Linked DNA regions of Mus musculus: region 2 is linked to region 1. Evidence: chromatin contacts called from public promoter capture Hi-C data. All regions are on one chromosome and are shown on one strand. The core of a region is the stretch at or near the end of the contact, and the rest is flanking DNA. Distances in the headings are between cores, read along the strand shown.

What was found. Promoter capture Hi-C pulls out the DNA fragments that hold promoters and counts their contacts.
Region 2: a promoter capture Hi-C map of the C10 cell line shows a contact between it and region 1. The contact joins two enhancer-like sites. A contact is called at or near these places in 10 of 39 promoter capture datasets (the 3T3-L1 cell line, the C10 cell line, the HPC-7 cell line and 6 more), 1 of 15 datasets of contacts at CTCF or cohesin (CD8 T cells), 8 of 484 Hi-C or Micro-C datasets (the G1E-ER4 cell line, bone marrow-derived macrophages, cardiomyocytes and 5 more), 10 of 115 datasets of contacts at active chromatin or transcription factors (bone marrow-derived macrophages, embryonic midbrain, embryonic stem cells and 6 more) and 3 of 9 other capture datasets (adipose tissue, liver and pancreatic islet).

What each region holds. Positions count from the first base shown.
Region 1 is chr9:31,181,870-31,185,553 of GRCm38.p6, forward strand. The region is part of intron 1 of Aplp2 (amyloid beta (A4) precursor-like protein 2); the gene reads right to left. Among named protein-coding and RNA genes, the nearest start is that of Aplp2, 28 kb to the right of the region's middle. Within about 2 kb of position 1,397, at least 8 of the 459 cell types and tissues checked have an H3K27ac peak or open chromatin away from gene starts, as enhancers often do. A contact at or near this core is called in adipose tissue, where this site is marked.
Region 2 is chr9:31,264,625-31,268,238 of GRCm38.p6, forward strand. It overlaps a transcript of Gm7244 not described here. Among named protein-coding and RNA genes, the nearest start is that of Gm7244, 5.0 kb to the right of the region's middle. Within about 2 kb of position 1,672, at least 91 of the 459 cell types and tissues checked have an H3K27ac peak or open chromatin away from gene starts, as enhancers often do. A contact at or near this core is called in adipose tissue, where this site is marked.

The DNA.
Region 1 (3,684 bases), core at 147-2,646:
ATGTTACAAATGGGACTTCACTGCCAAGTCAGCACTTCTGATATCCTGTGAACTGGAATGCTCTACGAAAGAAAATGAATGCCCCACCCACACACTGGCACTTCAGCAGGCCCTGTGATCTATGCACACATGTGGTAGCACTTTCAAGGCTTTGAAAACAAGCTGCATCAACTGCTTTCCTAGCCAGTGCCTCCACTTACTTAATAATTCATTCTTAATAAGAAATCCCATTTCATTAATTTGGCTCAGAAAGAATTCAGCTATCTAAGGAAAGGAATTCAACTTAGTAGACAGTGCTCCTAATAATCTGAAGAAGGTTGGAGCATTTTCAGTCGATATTCAAAACATAAGTCTGGGCCTGCAACAAGTCCATCCTTAATATCACTTCAGGAGCCCAATCCCTGGCTGGAGCTCGTAAACTGTCTCCCCTCACAAAGCTGCTGGGACCAACGCAGCTCTCCTACCTCAGAGCTGGTATGTAGCAGCTACTTCTTTACTGCCCCCAAATCAAATCTGCCTTACAGTTTGACAAAGAGCCTACTGAACTGGCGGCATCTTCCCCAAGGGCAGGGTTTTCTCCTACAGCTGTGCAAGTAAGGCTTCCTTAGATGGAAAGGCACTGCTTAGTGATACACTCCACCACTTTAGAGTCAACAGCTCAGCGCCCATAAAGAGTGAAACAGCTCTCTAGCTAGGCTTGCAAGCTAGTGACAAAAGACACTCTTATTCAAATGTTCTTATACCTTTTTCAAAAAGAAAAAAATTTGAAGATATTATTTCATCCCTCTTCAAGTATTGAATAAGCCTTCATGATCACCAGGCAGTGGTGGCACACACCTTGGGCAGAGGCAGACAGATCTCTGAAACCAGCCTGATCTACACAGAGTTCTAGGACAGTCAGTGAAAACCAATCTCTAAATATAAATATAACAATTTAAATATATGTTCACAAACTTTTCACCAAAGATTTACTTATCAAAAGAAAATAAAATACATTCCGTTCTGAGTATACTTCAACATATTTGTCTCTGGAGAAAAAAACCATGAAGTTGGGTTGGGGATAAATCTAGAAAGAGCTGGGAAAAAGAAAGGATATAATTAAACTACATTGTATGCAAATTTAAAAAAAATAATAGGCAAGAAAAAAATCTCTCCCAGGCTATGGGTAACTACAAAAAGGAAGAAAACTGGAGCGAAAACCCTAACCAGACACTAGTGTGCATTTCACCAGCAACAAGACATTAAAGGAAACAGGTCAGGGAAAAAAACCAGAACTGTTAACAAATCAGGAAAGATCAGGCACAAACAACAAATGAATGCAATGTAGGAGCTTGAACGGAAAAGGCCACTGGTGAGAGAAAGCAGAGCAATCATTTACATAGCTCTGCCAACACAAGCTCCTGTGCTCCATCGATGGGTTGTGTAAGATACAAATTCCATGGCTGGACAGAGAATTCTGCAGTATTGTCTTAAGGCCTAAAACACTCAAAGTAAAACTATTTGAGGGCTGATGTAGCTTATCAAAATAGCACCTATTCAGCACGCACAACCAGTGTGTTAGATCCCAGCACCACCAAAACAACCAAGTGGTTTTGTTTTAATCTTGGTCAAACTGCCTAGATCCCACTCTGGAGGGCATAGTTTCAATTTTACAAATCCAATCTGTCAAAAAGATAAGACAAGCTGGGTCTGGTGTCATGTACCTATACCCTAGCTCCTGGGAAGGCTGGGGTAGAAGGATTGTTTGAGTCCAAAAGCTTGAGGCAAGGGTAGGCAACACAGCTAGACCCTACCTCAAAGGAGGTAGGACGGGGAGTGAAAGGAGTGAGGGAAGGAAGACACACTTGTAGATCAGACAAGCAGTAAAGATTATCAGAGCACACTCAACTCCTGAGAAGCAAATGTCCTAATACAGCATACGATAGATATTATACATATGAAACAATTTGGTTGCTGTTAAAAGTGTGACTGGTTAAACCTGTCGATTTGACATTTAGATGTCACCTCTAGGCATGTCTGGGAGGTCATACCCACAGTGTGCACATCTCATAGGCAGGGGTGTCAGAGAGAGAACAAAGATGGCATAGCACAGCATTTACCTTCGCTTCCTGACTGAGAATTCAATGTAATTAATCTCAAGTCCCAAAATCCTGCTGTCACAGCTAGAGCTACTTCTGTTTTTTGGGGTTTTTTTAAAACATTTATTTATATGAATGTTATCTGCATGTACACCTGATAGCTAGGAGAGGCATAAGATCCCATTACAGACAGTTGTGAGCCACCACGTGGTTGCTGGGAATTGAACTCAGGACTTCCGGAAGTACAGCCAGTGCTCTTAACCACTGAGCCATCTCTCCAGCCCACCTAGAGCTACTCTTAACACCATAGTACCTATCATAATGTTCATGCCCTCAAATCATTAGCCAAAATTATACTTTTTTCTTAAATTGCCTTTGCAGGCACTTTGCAGGAACAAGAAAAGTAGCCGCACACTATGAAACACTATGGTTTAGACCACTGGCTCTCAATCTTCCTAACGCTTAATACACTTCTTCATTTTGTGACCAGCCCAACCATAAAATTATTTCAATAATGCTTCGTAACTATAATTTTACTACTATAATGAATCATAATGTAACTATTTGATATGCAACCCCTGTGAAAAGGTCATTCAACAGCCCTCAAGGGGCCTTGGCCTATAGGTTGGGAACCTTCACATCACCTTCAATAGCATGAGGCGAACTTCGACCTTCAAACACTTCAACTAGTTGACAAAATAAAAGAACTCTTAGGCAATATAAGAGGGGGAAAGAGACAAACAAACTTGTTAAAAATAACATTTGATGAGGCTGGAGAGGTTGCTCAGTAGTTAAGAACACTTGCTCTCACACAGGACTTGGGTTCAGTTCCCAGAACCCATATGGTCGCTTATAACTGCAACTTAAGGTGATCGGATGACCTCTGCATGTATATGGTGTACATAAAGTAGGCATACATTTCTAAACATAGAAAGAAAATAATTTTTAATAATGACATTACAGTTGAAAGATTTTACATTTATTCACTGTGTAGGGGGGAGGTGTGTGCATGCGCACACACACCATGGCACATATGTGGAGATCAGAAGCTAATCTTCATGAGTTGATTCTCTCCTGCCAAACGAGACCCAGGGCTGGAACTGGGATCATGGGTCCTCACATCTTCAAACACTGAGCCATTTTCTAGGCTACATCTCAAAGTTCTTGGCCTTTTTTTTATTATACTCCAACTTAATTCTAATTAAATACCAGTAAACTAAGTATAGGGAAAAATGTGAAACACTAAAAGTTATTATTCTTAGACTGATGCATATCAACTGTTAGGTGTTGTTTTCAGACATAATAGTTTGTACAAATAACCTAACTGTTATTAAGAGCTTTAAATATTAAAGCAGAAATGAAGTATCATTTCCAAGATTGAAAACAGTTTAGACTGTCTCCAGGGCTTTTTAATAGGAACATGGTAATTTGTCCAACTGGATTATATTGGTAAAAAACCCAAGCACCATAATTAAATACAAGTCTGACTTTCACCTTATGCAAAAATGGAAACTGATATTTTCATAAAGAAATTGTTCAAAAAATAATAATGCTTAAAACTGGTTTCCATTCCTGCCCAGTTGCTATCATAACACAGGAAGTTTAA
Region 2 (3,614 bases), core at 422-2,921, 83 kb after region 1:
TGTTCGTTTCAAGACAGGGTCTCACTATGAAGCTCTGGCTGTCCTGGAACGCCTTATACAAACCAGGTTTTCCTGGAACTCACAGAGATCCACCTGGCTTTTCCTCCGGAGGACTGGGATTAAAGGCGCGGAAGACCAGGACTTTAGAGTTGCTAGTATGGTTCTTGCATGCATAAGAAGCAACTCAACTAAACCAGGCCTGTTGGTGCATTCACGGAGTGCTTAGTGTCACACTGCCTCAGTATTTCCTCATGATCATACCACACTCATTACTATGTTTTGGTTTGATTTGGCTCATTTTGAGACAGGCTTTCTGCTAGCCCAGGCCTTCACTATGTTCCTGCCTATACTTGCCAAGTGCTGGGATTATAGGCCCAAGCTACCATACCCAAACCAAGACAAAATAAGACAAGTTTTATAGAGCATACCACAAGTATGAATTTAAAAGGGAGATCCAGTTTGGCGTTGAGTGAGTGATTTCTTGCCTTCCTTACACATGCAGGGTTTGTCTTCATTATGAAGTCTCTGGTGTGGCAGTGGTGGCGCACGCCTTTAATCCCAGCACTTGGGAGGCAAAGGCAGGCGGATTTCTGAGTTCAAGGCCAGCCTGGTCTACAGAGTGAGTTCCAGGACAGCCAGGGCTACACAGAGAAACCCTGTCTCTAAAAGCCAAAAAAAAAAGTCTCTGGTGTTTAATGTATGTGTACATATGTGTGTGTGTTCCTGATGATCGAGTAAGAGAGAAGCATGCTAGACAAGCACTCTACTGTTGAGTTATATCCCTAGTCCTACTCATGGCTTCTTTCTAAAAAGCCTTTTCATGCCTATGACATTCAAAATTCTCCCTGTGTGTAATAGCTGATTATCAGGGAAGTTTTTCTTTGGGCTGGAGATTACTGCATTTGCTACATATGTGGGGTTCCTTCCCAGTACAAAGGTTTTTATCTTTAATGAGGTATTGCTTCTAGCTAAGGAGGCTTGACAATGAAGTAGCTTTCCTGCCATCCTAAGACCTGTGAGTGTGCAGTATTCACTAGAGCTGGCATGCCTCCATGTTTATCATTTGTCCATGGATTCTTCTAATTTTGGAGACAGGGTCTCGCTGTGGAGCTCTGGCTGGTCTGAAACTCTCTATATACACCACATTGACCTAAAACTCACATAAATCCACCTGCTTCTGCCTCCTGAGTGCTGGGATTAGAGGTTCCCACCAATCATTCCCGGATTGTATGGATTCTTAAATATAGAATGGGTAATGGGATTCAAGATAATGTTCGGTGACCTGAGGAGGTAGACCAGATGTACAAATGGTTTTCTTGCACATGGGAGGTCCAAGTTTTAATTTTCAGCCAGTTAGAGGGAGGCAAGAAAATACATAGAGAGAATATCATTTGGGGGAAGGAAAAAATACTCAGTTATGTCCAGCCCACAGATGTTCTTTCTCTCCTACATACATTCCCCTCAAATCTAAGAGGTATTGCCTTGCCTAAGGGGTTTTCCACATTCACTGCATTCATGAATGTCTTTTCTGTATGAGGTTTCTAAACGCTGAGGGCTTTATTTGAGTTGGATGCTTTCCAGCATTTCTCACAGGCTAAGGCTTTGTCACAGGCAGCAGGAAATTCAGCAGGCTGTTGCCTGCTGGGTGCTTGAAGAATCCCCCTGGGGATGGGAAACTCTGTTCAAGTGTAGCTGAGTTCTGGGTGTCACAGAGAAGACTCCTGGGATGACTGAGAAGAAAGGAACCTTAGGGAGTTTTGGGGCTAAGCAGAAAGCAAGGTGCATTGGAAAGAGTCAAGTGGGGTGTTAGGAGAGAAACACACCAAAGGGTCTCAGCGTTAGCTGCTCGAGTGATCTGACGGCTTCAAAGCTACTTTATCTGAACCTAAGTTTCAGAGTTAGATGGAGTATGTACTGCCGAGTTCCTCTTTCTTATTCTCAGAGTTCTATTCTTGGAAGGGAGACTATTGGAGGTGGGAAGGATAGCAGAGCTATATCACCACAGCTATAACATCAAAGAAATCATAACCACCTATTAGTATGCCACAGGGAGGTTGCACTCACACAGTAGTTCATTAGCTGTATTTTAAAAAATCATTTATTTTTATGTTATGTGCTCTGTTTGTTGTTTTTGACTGCATGTGTGTCTGTGTGGGGCTGTTGGAACCCCTGGAACAGCTGTAAGCTGCCAAGGGGGTGCTGAACCTGGTTCCCCTGGAAGAACTGTTGTCACCCCCTGAGCCATTTCTCCAGCCTCTCATTAGCCATCTTTACCACTTACATTTCTGGTTATCTCTCAATAAGGGGAGTCAAGTTCTGCTGGTGGTCTGGCCAGCATTGAAGACGCCTGGGATAGGCTAGTCAGGGTGACAGACCAGAGCTAGGAAGGTTGAAGAGGCCCTTTTCCTTCTTATGTCCCCTCTATTTCTTAAGGATCTTTCTTGCCTCTGTTTCCCTTCTGGGTTGTTGATTCTCAGGAATCAATGACATATCTCTGATAAAGGCTTTTCCCACACAACCCACTTTCAAATGAGGTCACTACAAACAGAATGAACAGCTCTGAGGATTTATTGAAGAAACCTCCAAATTCAGTTTTTCCTGTCATACTTTAATATAATGGAGTAGACTTCTGGGACAAAATGTATAGGATCTTCAACATATATACCAAGCAAGCAAGCAAACAAGCAAGCAAGCAAGCAAGCAAGCAAGCAAGCAAGCAAGCAAGCAAGCAAGGAAGCAAGCATTTTTGAACCATAATCCTCAAATCCAGCCCATGTCATATGCTATTTTCCGAAAGACACCTCAGATCCCACAGACCGAGGGCTCACTCCTCTAGGCTGCTGCACACTGAAGATGCCAACCACAGCCCTGAGATGGTTTGCCTGCATTTCTGACAGCCGGTTCTAAGCTGGCATTCCCACAACTCCACCTTGGTTCTATTGTGTCACTACGGCAACTCACAGAACTTGCTGTGATACTACCGAGGATACTGGTTAGCTCCGGATGATGGGGAACAGCGGGTAAGGTGGGAGGATGGACCACCCTTCAAGAACTTCCACATGCTCACGTGTACTGGTTAAGCCAGATTCTGCTCCTTACGGCTTTAATGAAAGCTCTCCTTAAGGAGGCTTCGTTGACTAGGCCATTGCCTATTGGTGAAAAGCTTAACCTTTAGGGGATGGGATAGAAAGTCCCATCTCTCTAATCCTGTTTTGATTTTTCAGGTAACAGCCTCCATCTAAAGCTATCTAAGGGCTGCCATTGCCTGCACACAAAAACCTGCCAGAGTTGTTCATATACAGGAAGAAGACAGTTTCCCTCATACTGACATCTGAATCAAGGTCCAAAATTCTTTCCTACTGAATCCCACCCAAAAAGCTCTGTTGGTTTTGCTTTGTTTTAAGATCAACTTTAAATTTGATCCTAGACTCAGGCAATACTTTCATTTCCTAAAACAGAGCAAATCTTTCCCCACAGAGGTTTGTTTTGCAGTAAAGTGTTTGATGGGAAGTTCTTTTCCATTTCATGTGCTTCTTGTTTTTAAACTTTGACTCTGACAACGAGAGAGCCAACTTGACTGGAAATCTTCCTTGTGGCTTCTCTCTGGGGACTAA